Regions from separate parts of the Sus scrofa genome. Here region 2 is linked to region 1. The links are chromatin contacts, called in public HiChIP or PLAC-seq maps. All regions are on one chromosome and are shown on one strand. Each heading gives the region's core, a stretch centred on a gene start, on an enhancer-like site or on the middle of the called end of the contact. The rest is flanking DNA. Distances are from core to core; before and after follow the strand shown.

The links. HiChIP or PLAC-seq counts read pairs in DNA pulled down with a chosen protein or histone mark.
Region 2: a contact with region 1 is called in an H3K27ac HiChIP or PLAC-seq map of alveolar macrophages. The contact joins two enhancer-like sites. A contact is called at or near these places in 1 of 47 Hi-C or Micro-C datasets (epiblast stem cells) and 1 of 2 datasets of contacts at active chromatin or transcription factors (alveolar macrophages).

What each region holds. Positions count from the first base shown.
Region 1 is chr8:39,871,346-39,878,708 of Sscrofa11.1, forward strand. The region is part of intron 5 of SCFD2 (sec1 family domain-containing protein 2); the gene reads right to left. Among named protein-coding and RNA genes, the nearest start is that of RASL11B, 170 kb to the left of the region's middle. Within about 2 kb of position 2,651, at least 6 of the 83 cell types and tissues checked have an H3K27ac peak or open chromatin away from gene starts, as enhancers often do. A contact at or near this core is called in alveolar macrophages, where this site is marked.
Region 2 is chr8:40,174,323-40,181,685 of Sscrofa11.1, forward strand. FIP1L1 (pre-mRNA 3'-end-processing factor FIP1) reads left to right here. Exons shown (of 17, transcript XM_021101251.1): 9 at 5,996-6,105. Among named protein-coding and RNA genes, the nearest start is that of FIP1L1, 21 kb to the left of the region's middle. Within about 2 kb of position 4,104, at least 1 of the 83 cell types and tissues checked has an H3K27ac peak or open chromatin away from gene starts, as enhancers often do. A contact at or near this core is called in alveolar macrophages, where this site is marked.

The DNA of each region.
Region 1 (7,363 bases), core at 1,401-3,900:
AGCCATGTTTGCGACCTACACCACAGCTCACAGCAACTCCAGATCCTTAAGCCACTGAGCAAGGCCAGGGATCGAACCCAAGTCCTTATGGATACTAGTCGGGTTTGTTACCACAGAGCTACAGTGGGAACTCCTGACTAGTATCCACAAGGATACGGGTTCGATCCCTGGCCTCACTCAGTGGGTTAAGGATCTGGCATTGCCATGAGCTGTGGTGCAGATGGCAGACACAGCCTTGATCCCGCATTGCTGTGGCTGTTGTGTAGATTGGCAGCTGCGGCTCTGATCTGACCCCTAGCCTGGGAGCTTCTATATGTCGCACCTGCAACCCTTAAAAAAAAAAAAAAAAGAGAGAGAGAGAGAGGGGGAGAGAGAAAAAGTTGGTGGAATTTTGATATTGTTACTGAATGAACCAAGCACCATAAACTATAATAGAGGATGCTAATCCATTACTAAAATGGAAAAGGAAAGACTTAGAACATTACCCACAGAGAAAGGTAGATGCAAATCTTCCAGCACTGCAATATTGCTCCAAATAACACGAGATCCGAAATAAGGCAAGAATGCAATGCTCCTGACAAGCATTGCTCCTGACGGCAATAATCCAATGCCCTCACACTTCAGAGGCCAATTTCCTTCTGGTATTTTCTCCCCAATTCATCCTGAGTGGACAGAATCTCTCAAGTCAGAGTGATTTATATTCAGTCAATCAATTCTCTGTCAGCAGAAAAACTCCACTGGGCTCATGAGGTGCAGTTTTCATGCTTGGAGTTTCCTTTATTTCTAGACAGACATTTCTGGGGAAGAGCCCCAGCATGTCAGCTCTGGAGACCAACTGCAACCATCCCAAAGGATGCTTAGGATATAAATGTAGCAAAACTCATACTGCCCTGATTTTGCTCACTAAGAAGTATGCAAAGCAGGTACTCACGCTGGACACACTTTATATTTCCTAGGTCTGTCCTCTTAGTGTTTACTGAGTGCAGCCATAACGATGTTTGTGGTAACAGCCTTTCATACCACGTGTACTCAAGACAGTCAGTGATGAAGCAGAGCAGCCCATAAAGCTCTGAAGTGATAACCTGGTCGAATGTCCAAATTCTCGCCCTACGAGTAAAGAATGATAATGCTGAAAGGATCTTTGGTCAGTCCGACTCTCTCCTACCCAGATGATAGGAGTAAATGGCAGCACATTTCCTAGGGTATAGTGTGACTTCTAGTCATTAGGAGTCTTAAAAAGGATTGCAGCCTTTGACCTAGTAATTCCATTTCTATGACTATATCCTAAGGAAGTAGTCAGAGATAAGGACAAAGATTTATGCACGAGGATGTTCAAAATCTAGAAACAACTGAAATTGTCCAAAAATAGGAAATGCTTAAATAAATAATAGTAGATCTTAGAACATCCTGCAACCATTAAAGGTAAATTTTAAAGAATAACTTGGGAAGCTCTCTAATATCAGAGTTAATTTGTATTTAAGCCTTATTTATATAGGTATATGTATATCTATCTATCTATATATGTACATGCCTATAAATTGAAAGAAACTTACTAAAATATTTCTAGTAGTTATCTCTAGATGATGGGACTAAAGTTGACTTAAAATCTTTAGCTTCATAGTTTGCTATCATAAACACATATTACTTAATTTTGAAAAAGATCATTGGCCTCCAGAAATCCCACTCCTGGGCATCTATCCAGAGAAAACCACGACTCGCAAAGACACATGTACTCTGATGTTCATTGCAGCACTATTTACAATAGCCCAAACAAGGAAACAACCTAAATGTCCATCAACAGAGGAGTGGATCAAGAAGATGTGGTACATATACACAATGGAATATTACTCAGCCATTAAAAAGAATGAAATACCGGCATTCTTAGCAGCATGGATGGACCTAGAAACTATCATGCTAAGTGAGGTCAGCCATACAATGAGACACCAACATTGAATGCTTTCACTGACATGTGTGGAATCTGAAAAAAGGACAGACTGAACTTCTTCGCAGATCAGATGCTGACTCATAGACTTTGAAAAACTTATGGTCTCCGGAGGAGACAGTCTGGGGGATGGGGGTGTGTGCTTGGGTTGTGGGATGGAATTCCTGTGAAATTGGACTGTGATGATCATTATACAACTACAGATGTGATAAATTCATTTGAGTAATAAAAAAAATTTTTTTTAAAAGATCATTGGCCTGATTATAAGATGTCACTTATCAGGTCATCACCAGGAGAAGAATTAAGCAATAAAAAAATTGCTCTTAGATTTGAAGGGATCAGAGGACCTTGGCACTTGATGAGCATGTGATCCTATCGATGTTGCTGCAATTCTCGCATCCCATCAGGCCTATGGCTCTCGTAAAAAGGCATCTCCAGACAGATGTCCAAACAAACAGTGTACAGGCTATTCAGTAGAGCTACTAGCTGCCTGCCCCCAGCTTCCCAGCGGGCTCTCCTGTGGTCACTCATTGATTTCATTTAGATTAATACGGTCGGTCTTAGGCGGCTAGTCTGCTTTGGATCCCAGGCAGTGCTAATTGTTATCGTACAGGACAAGCGTCTGAGGAGTTTAAAGTTCAGCACGGGGACTGCCTCCTACTTCTCTGCTCTCTGGCTCACCAAATTACAAGAGTCTGGTGAGTCAATGCGAAAAGACTCTGAACACAAAGGTCAACACTGGGCGACTGACCTTCCTGACCCCACCTCGGAGTCAGGAACTGCAATGCAGTTTTTCCTCCCACGCCAAAACTATTAGCAACCAGCTCGTCTTGGTTCATTCTTTTCTTTGACAGCTATTTTTGAAGAGAGGATAGGTCTTCCGTTGCCCACACACTAAATGAGCCTGTCATTTCCCGACTGTTCTTCACTGTCAAGGCCTTTCATGTCCCTATACCAGAAATGCACTTGCTAATGTTAAGTCACATTAATCAGATGATGTCCTCTTTTGAATCTGACTGCGGTCCCTCTGAAAAGTCATCTGGACTAGAGTGGATGTGTAAAGCCAGTGGATGCACAGCTTGCAAGGTAACCACTGTTTCAGAACAACCTTGTGACAGACAACTTTTCAGAGCCTTGTCCAGTTGCTTTTTAGAAATCACTTTGAGAGAGCCTTAAAGACAGACAGAGGGAGAGGTTAGGAAACTGCCAGTATTATTCTTGTGTTTCTACTTCCCCATCCAGTCAGTCACTAAATCCTGATGACTCCCATAGAAATGGCTCTGGTATTTGTGTGTTTTTGGTTTTGGTTTTGCCTTTTCTAGGGCCGCTCCTTCGGCATGTGGAGGTTCCCAGGCTAGGGGTCGAATTGTGCCAGAGTCACAGCAACGCGGGATCCAAGCCCCATCTGCAACCTACACCACAGCTCACGGCAACGCCGGATCTTTAACCCAATGAGCAAGGCCAGGGATTGAACCCACAATCTCATGGTTCCTAGTCGGATTCATTTCCGCTGCGCCACGATGGGAACTCCAGCTCTGGTGTTTGAATCTTCCAGGCCACTCACACTACTCTATGCTGGAACCAAATTTCCTAAGAGAAGAGTTCAAAGCTCAGTGACTACACTGCTATTCCCCACAGGCTCTCTCATCCTCCTGGGCACAGCCTTCCCTGCAGGTAAGACAGACCATGTGACTGACTGTGGGTACAAGTGATACTGTGACCACCACCTTGCCTGGAGAAGACAGAGCCTGGGTGTTCAGGTTACTGCTCAGATGAGAGCCAGTTGTGAATACCTGTCTCAGCCCTTTGATGAAAAGTTGTGTGAAGGGTCTTAATGCCAGGGTAGACGGTTTGGCTTTTTTTTTTTTTTGTTTTGTTTTGTTTTGGAGGTTTTTTTTTCAGATGCTCTTCCTTCCAGAAGTACTCCTGTACTCCTGTAGCCACCTCATTCGCTCTCCCTGAACTGTCTAAACCAGCATCAATGTGATACATTAAAAAAAAAAAAAAGACATTTCTCCAAAGAAGACATACAGATGACCAATAGGCACATGAAAAAATGCTCAACATAACTAATTGTTAGATAAGTGCAAATCAAAACTACAATAAGGTACCACCTCACACCAGTCAGAATGGTCATCATTAATAAATAAGTCTACAAATAGCAAATGCTGGGGAGGGTGTGGAGAAACGGGAACCCTTCTACACTGTTGGCAGGAGTGTGAATTGGTACAACCACTATGGAAAACAGTATGGAGGTTCCTCAGAAAATCAAATATAGAACTACCACATAATCCAGCAATCCCACTCCTGGGCATATATCCAGACAAAACTTTCATTGAAAAAGATACATGTACCCCTACGTTCATTGCAACACTATTCACAGATAGTCAAGACATGGAAACAACCTAAATGTCCATCGACAGATGAATGGATTAAAAAGATGTGGTACATATACGCAATGGAATACTACTCAGCCAAAAAAAGAACAAAACAATGCCATTTGCAGCAACATGGATGGAAGTAGAGATTCTCATATTAAGTGATGTAAATCGGAAGGAGAAAGACAAATACCATATGATATCACTTATATGTGGAATCTAAACATGGCATAAATGAACCTATCTACAGAGATAGAAACAGACTCACAGATATGGAGAACAGACTTGTGGTTGCCAAGGGAGAGGGAAAGGGAGTGAGATGGATTGGGAGTTTTGGGTTAGTAGATACAAACTATAACATTTAGAATGGATAAGCAAAGAGGTCCTGCTGTATAGCACAGGGAACTATATCCCATCACTTGTGATAGAACATGAAGGAGTATAATATGAGAAAAAGAATGTGTATATATGCATAACTGGTTACTCTGCTATATATCAGAAATAGACAGAACACTGCAAATCAACTATAATAAAAAATTTTTAAAAGTCTTACATTCTTTTAGAAATAATTTCTCCTATGACTAGCATATACATCACTTCTGAAATACTAATAATGTGAACATTTCCATTAAATAAGGTCAATTTTAAATGATATTGAGTAGTTTTGAACATCCTGTTGGTTTTCCACAATAAAAAGTTCAGTCGTTTTTAACATTGTTTTTAAAATTGTTTTAAAAGTGTTTTCACACTGAACTTCCTATTGCTAACTTTTTATAAAAGGGAAAAAAAAGGCTTTAATTCATTTTCAGAATGCCAAATTCAACATATTTTATTCCTGTAGATTTAGTTTAAAACTAACAGGAATTACCATTTTTTTCTATACTTGCAAATCATTCCCTCAACAGAAACTTACTGAGTGGTATGAACTTTAAAAGATACAGTTCATATTCTCCTTTGAAGAGTTTACAGTCTAGTGGGAGGGAGAGAAATACAAATAAATAATGGCGACACAAAGCAATATGAAATAAGTTCTCCAGGGGCACATGGAGGTTGAGGGTGTGGGGAAAAGCTCCTTAGAGAAGGTGACATTTGAGATGTATCAGAATTTGAAGATGTGAGGGCAGGGGTGGGGGGGGGGGGAGAGAGAGGATGCCTAGACTTTTCTTTTCCAGTAAATTTCTTTTATATACTTCAGCAAAATCTTGTTTTGTTCACATAAAGTAAACAGTGCTGACAGATGAATAAGGTAATTGTTCTTCTGTAGTGCCTCTAGCCTTGGCCCTAGAGACTCTAAGACAGAACCCAGGTGACACCCCGTAATGACTCGTGCCAAGCCAGCAGATGGAAAACATTACTGGGCCAATTCCACTCCAGTGACTGGATGCCAGCATCCCGGTTTGAAAAATGAGGAGGGGCCACAGGTCCATGTATCATACAGCATGATGGTTTATGCCACTGGGGACGTCGGCAAGTGATTTGTGGTGTTGTCGGAAACCCTTCTCCCACTGTACTTTCTTGTTCTTTAAGCTTTGGGGGTAGGAAAGATATTGTCTCTGGTGGGTTAGGAAAGGAGGCTGGACTGCAAACGGATGTTGGCTGCAAGTTAACCATTAAGAGGTGCCTAAGAAAGGGGAGTTCTCACTGTGGCGCAATGGGATCAGAGTGTCTCTGGAGCTCTGGGATGCAGGTTTGGTTCCCAGGCTAGCACAGTGAGTTAAAGGATCCGGCGTGACTGTAGCTGTGGCAGAGGCTGCAACTGTGGCTCAGGTGTGATCCCTGGCCTGGGAACTCCATATGCCATGGGGCTGCCAAAAAAAGGTGCATATGAAAGGAAACAAACATTGAAGGATGTAATTTTCCTTACAAAAGGCCTGGATTTTTTTTTAATTGATGGTGATAAGCACTAAGAACACAGTATCTTTCTGTCTTCTCGGTAGCCCTGGAAATATGCCGGGGCCAGCATAGCCGGGGCTTCTGAGGCCATTAAATCAGGCAGCAGGACTGAAAAAACCTGTGTTCTGATTCCTCAATATTTGTTCAGTTTTCTGAGAAATTTGTCTGTATCTAGAGTGTCACAAAGAACTGCTTATCTTTGACCATCTAGCAAACTAGAGGTCAGAAAATAAAAGTACCTAATTGGGAAAATGGTATCATGGAGAAAGGGCAGACCTTAGGGTTAAGAGACCTGGTTTTTGAATCCCAGCTCTGTGTGACCTTGGCAAGTTTACATTTTTCCTGGTCTCTGAAGAGGGGATTAATTCCTGCCAAACTACCTCACAGGGTAATTTAGAGATCAAAATAGACATGAGATAGTACTTCAGAGACTGATTGGTCAGCTAGAAAAAATGCAAGAAGGGCTGAGTTTTTCTGAACGTTAAGTAACAACAGTAAAATAATAATTAGAAGCTGTCTGCCTACAGAGATGTTGATATTTTTACTCACTGCTGTAGTTCCATAGTGCCTGGCACCAAGTCAGAGTGTGGGGACTATCTCTATTATATAAATGAATGCAGGGGTTCAGATAATTCTATAGATTAAGAGGTGCTTCTTTCGACTTTCTGAAAACTATCCAAAAGGTTAAAAGAAAGGAACATTAAACTTCTCGAGCGCATCACAGGCAACTGACTTAATTTATGGTGCCCATGGGTAGTTGTGTCTTCTTAAGACCACTGTGCACAGAGGGCCCAATAAATATTTAGACCCCCATGGGCACATGGGTCTGAATACAGAACTAGACCAGGGAGGAAAATCCTTTCCAGGGACACTGCATCTAATTTTAGACACTTAGTTCATTTCTCATGCCTTCGGATTTGACTTTGCTCCCCCAAGATGAGCGTTGCTGGGATAAGGAATTGAAATTCGCACCTAGGAGCTCAGCATACCGTCATGGCTCAGCGGTAACGAATCTGACTAGTATCCATGAGGATGCAGGTTCGAGCCCAGGCCTTGCTTAGTGGCTTGAGTAACTGGTGTTGCCGTGAGCTGTGGTGTAGGTCGCAGATGTGGCTCAGATCCTCTGTGGTTGTGGCTACAGCTCTGATTC
Region 2 (7,363 bases), core at 2,854-5,353, 300 kb after region 1:
AAAAAAAATATATCTGAACCAGCACTATGCTGGATGCTATGTAAAACAGAGTCTTTGTATTCAGGAAGCTCATGATCTGAGTGATGTGTACATGTGAACTAATAATCCTGGTATACTGTGACAGGTGTTATGTGGTGTATTGACAGAATGCAGTAGGGAGTTCAGAGGTGAGCATGGGTTATCCTACGTCACAGAGCCTAGAAGGATTCAAATGGGATGTAATAAATGAAAAATGGTTGAGAAGTTCTTATGTTGTGCAGCGGGTTGAGAATCCAGCGTTGTCACTGCAGCAGCTTGGGCTGCTGCTGTGGCATGTGTTTGATCCCTGGCTGGGGAATTTCCTCATGCCATAGGCGGGGCAGAAGAAAAAAGCACACACACACAAAAGAAAGACAGTTGAGTTTTCATTAGTAGGAGAGAGATGATGTATAGAACATTGTAGGCAGAGAGAGCAATGTGAACAAAACCAGATAGTGTGAAAGGTGGGTGAGAGACAGAGGAGAGAAGCCTGGAAATGGTAGAAATGGGACCATTATGAGAAAGACCTTAATCTTAAATTAGCCTGCAGACAGTAGGAGGCCATTTGAAAGTTCTTGGGTAGGAGAATAGCATGAGCAAATCTGGTTTTTAGAAAAAGAACTGGAACTGGGGTGAGCTGAAGAATGAATGTAAGACAGAAAGGGAGTCAGGGTATAAAATGAATAAGGATCCAAACTAGTACTGGTGATGGACAGAGGAATAGATTCAAGTTTAAGTTATTTTCGTATCTATTGCGAAGATGATTTTTTCATCCTTAGTCTGTTGAGAGACAAGCAACCCAACTGCATCTTTAAAATAATTTATTTTACTTTTTATTCAGTAAATTTCCAAACATATTAACAAGTAGATAGAATAATACAAATGAACCCCTGTGTGTTTATTATAGTGCCTCAGTGATTTATCAACATTTTGACATTCTTGAAATCTTTTCTTTTTGTTTTTTGTTTTTTTAGGGCCGCAGCCAGGGCATATGGAAGTTCCCAGGATAGGAGTTGAATCAGAGCCGTAGCTCCAGCCTATGCCACCAGCCACAGCAATGCAGGATCTGAACCATTCTGCCTGTGACCTACACCACAGTTCATGGTAATGCCAGATCCTTAACCCACTAAGCGAGGCCAGGACCTGAACCCGCATCCTCATGGATACCAGTTGGGTTTGTTACTGCTGAGCCACAATGGGAACTCTCTAAATAAAGGTTTTTAATTTTTTTTTTTAACAAAATGAAAGATGAGATACAATAGGTATAAAAATAAGGTCACTTGGGTGCAACAACAACCAGGTGTATGATTATATCATTTGGGGTGAGGGCAAGAGAGGAGTGACTGGTGAGACTAGGTGATATGTATGTAAGAAAAATTAACCACAACCTTCTCTCAAAATACTATGTGTGTGCACACATATATATTTTTTTTTTGTTTCCCGTATCTGTAGATGTATGTATGAGCTTAGTCACCAGTATTGTGGATTTCATAAGCATGTGTCTTGGTCTATTATCATCCATTGTACCAAGCATTCATTTGTACCTTCTTAATCTGGAACTATGTATCCTTCATCTCTGGGATATTTTCCTCTATTATTTTTTTGCTTTTTTTCTCTGCTTTCTTCTGTCTTTTGGACCTCTTATTCAAAAATTGGACCTCATGCTGGTCCTTTAATTTTCTTAGTTTTTCTTATTTCCTTTCTCTTTGTTTTCCATTATCTGTGAGATTTCTTTAACCTTAGAGTGCTCCTGTTCTCTTTTTCATTTCTGCTGTTATATTTTTGCATATCCAAGAAGATTTTTCTTCAGTATTTCTCTTACAGCATCCTGCTTCTGTTCATGCATGCAGCGATGGCAGTATTTTTTTCTCCCTCTGTCTCTAAAAAGGTCTTGATATTAATGATAGGTTGCTTCTGTGAGGTTTTCTTTTGGTGCATAGGCTGTTTTCTCCAAGTTGATTTTTTAAGTTTGTTGTTTTGGGCTTTTTGACTTTCCTCAAATATTTGTTGATCCTTAGCCATTATTAACTCACAAGAAAGTGGACCACTGAAAAGGTGAAGATGATCTGTGCATGTGGGTAGGGCTTGGCTGATTGTAGGCTTTACTGTAGGGCTAAGCTTTTTTCACAGTCTCTGATGTCAGTATCTAGGTTGTTTTGCTTTTTGTTTTTTATTTTTGTTTTTGTAATAATCTAAGTTTTCAGAGAAGATACTCTAGTATCCTGCCTAGAGGGTTTATATTTTTTACTTGGCTGATTGAAATGCTCTGGGAGCTAGAGTTGTCAATTCCTGAATCTTGCTGTGGAAATTAATATGTCTTTGATTTCTCCTTTCTGATTTAGGATTCAGATTCTTTGGTCAGCTCAGTTACTATTTTTTCATCTGCTTGCTCAGTCCTAAATTTTGTTGCCTTCACAGTCTTTATTCTTGTGGGTTGAAACAAATAATTTATGCAGTTATCTACTTTTTCTTTTTCCATCTTAACATGTGATGAATGTTTTCCTAGGTTATTAAGGTTTTTTTTGATAATTAACACTTTAAAATAGCTACATAATCCATTATTTGGGTGTTTGACAATAATTTTTTGGATATTATTTTGTAATATTAAGCTTTTTTTTTTTTTTTGTCTTTTTGCTATTTCTTGGGCCGCTCCCGCAGCATATGGAGGTTCCTAGGCTAGGGGTCGAATTGGAGCTGTAGCCGCTGACCTATGCCACTGCCACAGCAATGCAGGATCCGAGCTGTGTCTGCAACCTACACCACAGCTCACGGCACCACCGGATTGTTAACCCACTGAGCAAGGGCAGGGACCGAACCCGCAACCTCATGGTTCCTAGTCAGATTCGTTAACCACTGCGCCACGACGGGAACTCCTGTAATATTAAGCTTTTATAAGCAATGCTGTGAAGGGCAGTCGTAGGAAATTTTACAGAATGAAGGTTGGCATAATTTGTGTAAATACTTAATTTCTTAAGATTATAGACTTCAGTCAGCTTTTCTTTGCATATGTAAGATCTGAGATGAATTTGTTTTTTACATAATCAGTCACGATGGTGTTCCCTGGTGGCCTATCAATTAAGGATCTGGCATTGTTGCTGCCATGGCACGGATTTGATCTCTGGCCCAGAAACTTCGGCATGCCACATGACCCCCCCCCCCCAAAAATAGCTGTGATGTCTTACAGTCATTTCTTAAAATATTAGATCATGTGAAAAAATAATCTCATTATGTTTTGATTAAACAAATTTTGAATCTGTAATGCTGAATGCAACATCGGAAGACAAGGTGATAATGTATTAATAGGAGGGTTGCTCAAATGATGAAGTTCAGAATTGTTTAATATAATGCCTATGTTAAGAAGAAATTCAGAAAATGAACTTAGGAAACATAAGGAATTTTTACATGTTTAAAAGTGTACTGTGTCTTCCTGATACCTTTTTTTACTTTTTCCCCTTTTGTAAATACTTTTTAATTTATGCTGTCTTCTCACCCCTCCCCTTCCACTTTTCCCCACCCTTCTTTGTCCCTTCTCCCCAGTTTTTAACTGAGCGTTGGCTGTGTCAGGAAGTGTTTTAGGTTTGGGTGGAGAGTAGAGGTAACCATTATAGACCTAGACTTTGTGGTCTTAGAATTTATATGACTTAATGGAAAAGATAGGTATAACTGGATATCATGCCAAGAATTATAGTTATTAATTACCTGTCCTATGAAAGACTTCAAGAAGTGACATTTAAGCTGAGTCCCAAAGCCAATCAAATAGCAAATATATTTGAGCATTCATTGCATGCCTGGTGATGTTTTTGGGCACCTAGGATACAGATTTGGACTGGATGTCATCCTTGTCTTCAGGGATCCTATGTTATAGTGGCAGCAGACAGATAATAAACGTAAAATAAATAAGAGGACTTAAGATAATGACAGTAGTGAGAAATTCCATGAAGAAAACACAAAATGATAATATGGTAGAGATTGTAATGACTGTTTCGAGGAGACTTGTAAAGTGAAAGGAACAGCTAGTGCAAAAGCCCTCATAAAGGGGGAACTAAGAAGAAAAGAAAGGTCATAGTGACTGGGCATAGTTAAGTTGGGCAGGAATAGAGGAAAACCAAAGTTGGAGAGGTAGTCAGGGCCCATACTCTGTAAATGCTTGTAGGCCATGGTAAGTGTAGGTTTTATTCTGTTGGTATTAGAAAGCTATTGGGGAATGTTGAGCAGGGGAGAGACATGAGTTGATTTACACTTGAAACACTGCTTTGGCTGTGTACAGAAGATGGATTTTAGTGATGTAAAGTCAAAGCAGAAAGACAAGTTAATTTAGTGGAACAGTTGAGGTGTGGTTGTGGGTTTGACCTGGATTTTAGGAATGGGCATGATGATAAGTGGTTGAACTTAGTATTTATTGTCTAGATGAAGTTGACATAGAATGTTCCTATGCATTGAATAATTACTAGGTGTTTTTGTTTTCTCGAGAAACTTGGTAGATGATAGGGCCATTTACTTATATGAGGAAGACTTGGAGAGGATCAGATTGTCGGGTAGAGGGAAATCAGTAGCTTTGTTTTGGACATGCTAAGTTTGAGATGCTTATTAAACATGTGAAAAATTGGATGTAAATTATTGGTGCTCAGGGGAACAGTTGAGACCATAGTGTCAGCTCTTGAGTATTCCTGACATTCCTGGGAAGAGGAGTGCGTTTTTTTCTTCTGTGTTTTCTAATAGCATCTTTTATCCCAGCGATATTTTTTTTTCATCACACTTACTGTATTGCTCTGGTGGTTTGTGTGCCTGTCTTTTCCACAGTCTGGGATTTTGTTGTATTTCTCTCTATGGTCTCAGTTTCTGGTACATAATAGATATTTAATAAATGATGATTAAATCATATTAATTTTCCCTGCCACCATATTTTTTCAGTTTTAACTGTCAAATGTCTATCACATCTAGTTCTTGCTTTCTGTTCTCATTGTCTTAGTGCTGATCCTCATCATCCCTTATATATTTAGCACTTAAACATTAATATTTTATTTAAAATAAGTTGCACATGATTATTTGAGAGGTAGATGGTTTTTGAAATTGAATCAGTAGTTTATATACATAAGAGTCATGGTGTCTGAATTATCTTGGCTTTTGCCTCACGGGAAAGGCAATGATGCTGAATTTAGATTGAAAAGGGACAGTAGAATTTATATAGGGCGTAAGATAATAGTGATGTTATTCAAGTATAGAGCAACTTGAACTATATAAATTTATTAAATTAATGTTGATTTTAAGATAGGAGGGTGAGTATAAAAGCAAGAGTGTAAAGAATATTTTCACCAGTCTTATGGCTAGACCATATTCAAAGGATCTAATAGGAGCAGAAAAGATGAGCAAATTTGGGAGAAATTATGAAGCAGATAACTGGTTTGAAAGTGATTATAAAGAATGAGAAGAGGTACTAAAGCTTCGAGGTGTACTGAACTGGCAGGATGGTGGATCTGTTGATGGTGATGGGGAAATGGGGAAAGGTTATGGAAGTGCAGGAGCAGATTATTAATACAGCAAATCAGTCAGAATAGAAAATGGTCAAAATGTCTGAAATGGCCATTTTTCTTAGATAAGGATAGTAAACATAGAAGAGAATGAGAAAATTCCTCAGGGCCTCTCTTTAACTATGAAACACAGAGTCTTAACTAAGTATCTTGGACTGTTTATGTTGATCTGAGGAAATTTATGGAAGTCTTTAAGAGTTATAGTTTATCAGACTTTTAAGTGACATTAATGTGAACTTGTTAATAGTTGGGAACATTTTGATCCCATAATCCATCTTTGATGCCTTTCACCTAATGCTATTCTAGAATAGGTTTAATTTTATTATATGCTCAGCAATGAAACATTCTTCATATTTAATTTTGAATCAGATGTTATGGTTTTAACATTTTTACTGTATTATGTGGAGTGTTCCATTAAATTAAACAAGCTAATAACCCCTTTTTTTAAGGTACAGCAGGGAAGAACTGGAAATTCAGAGAAGGAAGCAGCACTTCCATCTACAAAAGCTGAGTTTACTTCTCCTCCTTCCTTGTTCAAGACTGGCCTCCCACCAAGCAGGTTAGTGAGACATTGATGATTCAGTTGATTGAAGGAATTGGTGTCTTTACCTCGTATTAGTGCCATATGAGGTAGAAAGGCTCTGAATGACATAACAAAAAACTGGAACATTCTACTTGGTTTTAGTACAAAATGAATTCTTTGTGAAAAACTCTTCTGGGTGTTATTTCATCTGAAAAAATTTAGGTAAGCAAGAAATGAAGGCTGATATATAATTACATGTGTGTATAAAGAGACAGCAATCTCACATTAAAGAGAGGTGTTGACAATAATGGTTTTGCTGTTTTCTATGCTTATTATTCTTCTATAAAGAATTATTGAATTCCCTAAGTCTAGATGTGCTGGCCTCAAGATGTTTTACTGATTTTAGTGAAAGAGTCATAGAAATTTCAGCCTGAGAAATGTTTGCAATTAAAACCACTTTCTTTCCTTTCTCTGGTTTGTTGTGATAATACCTAACTTTGAGTTCTACAAGATATTAATTGTAAGAGGCAAATGTGTTGGTAAATGTCTTTAACTTAAACATGACAAGTAGTTAGCCTATTACTAGGAAAATGGTAAAGGATAAGCCAGGAGTAGGGAATTTTGATGTTAGCAGTTGCATCTTGAATTAGATAAAGATGCCTTAAATCAGTTATTTTTCTGGGCGTGAAATAAGTTAATAATCTGACTATTACTAGTTCTTAGCCAGATCACTGTTCTCAGCCAGATCATTTATCTTTTATTTTAGTTAAATTTATTTTGCGTAGTTTCCTGGTTTTGTTCTGGTATTTCATACTGTATGATTGCGGGGAAACCAAACATGTAGCCTTAAGATAATGACTTTTGAAACTTTGATCTAGAATTAAATGTCATAAAGTCATCTCAGATTTTGACTGTCTCTTCTCATCTTAACAATTACTTATGGACATTTTCAAAACCAGACTTTTGCGGTTCAAATCCTGGCTTAATGTATTTACTTACTAGCTATGTGTCCTCGGGCACATTCCCTAATCTTTTTGTTCTTTCACCTCTTAATCTATAAAATACAGTAATAATGCTACATAATACCACAGGGTAGTTCTGTACATTAAATGAATTAATTTGTAGAAGGAGTTACATAATAAATATTTGATAGGTTTTTGTTATCATAATTAAAATAAATGAACTTTTAAAAATCAATAGCAGTTTTTCTGTACTTTGCCTGCTCACTTCCAACACCCCCAGCCGTCCCAGTAGGGCATTGTGCCATTTATAGCAATTTTGGCTTTTCCTGTAA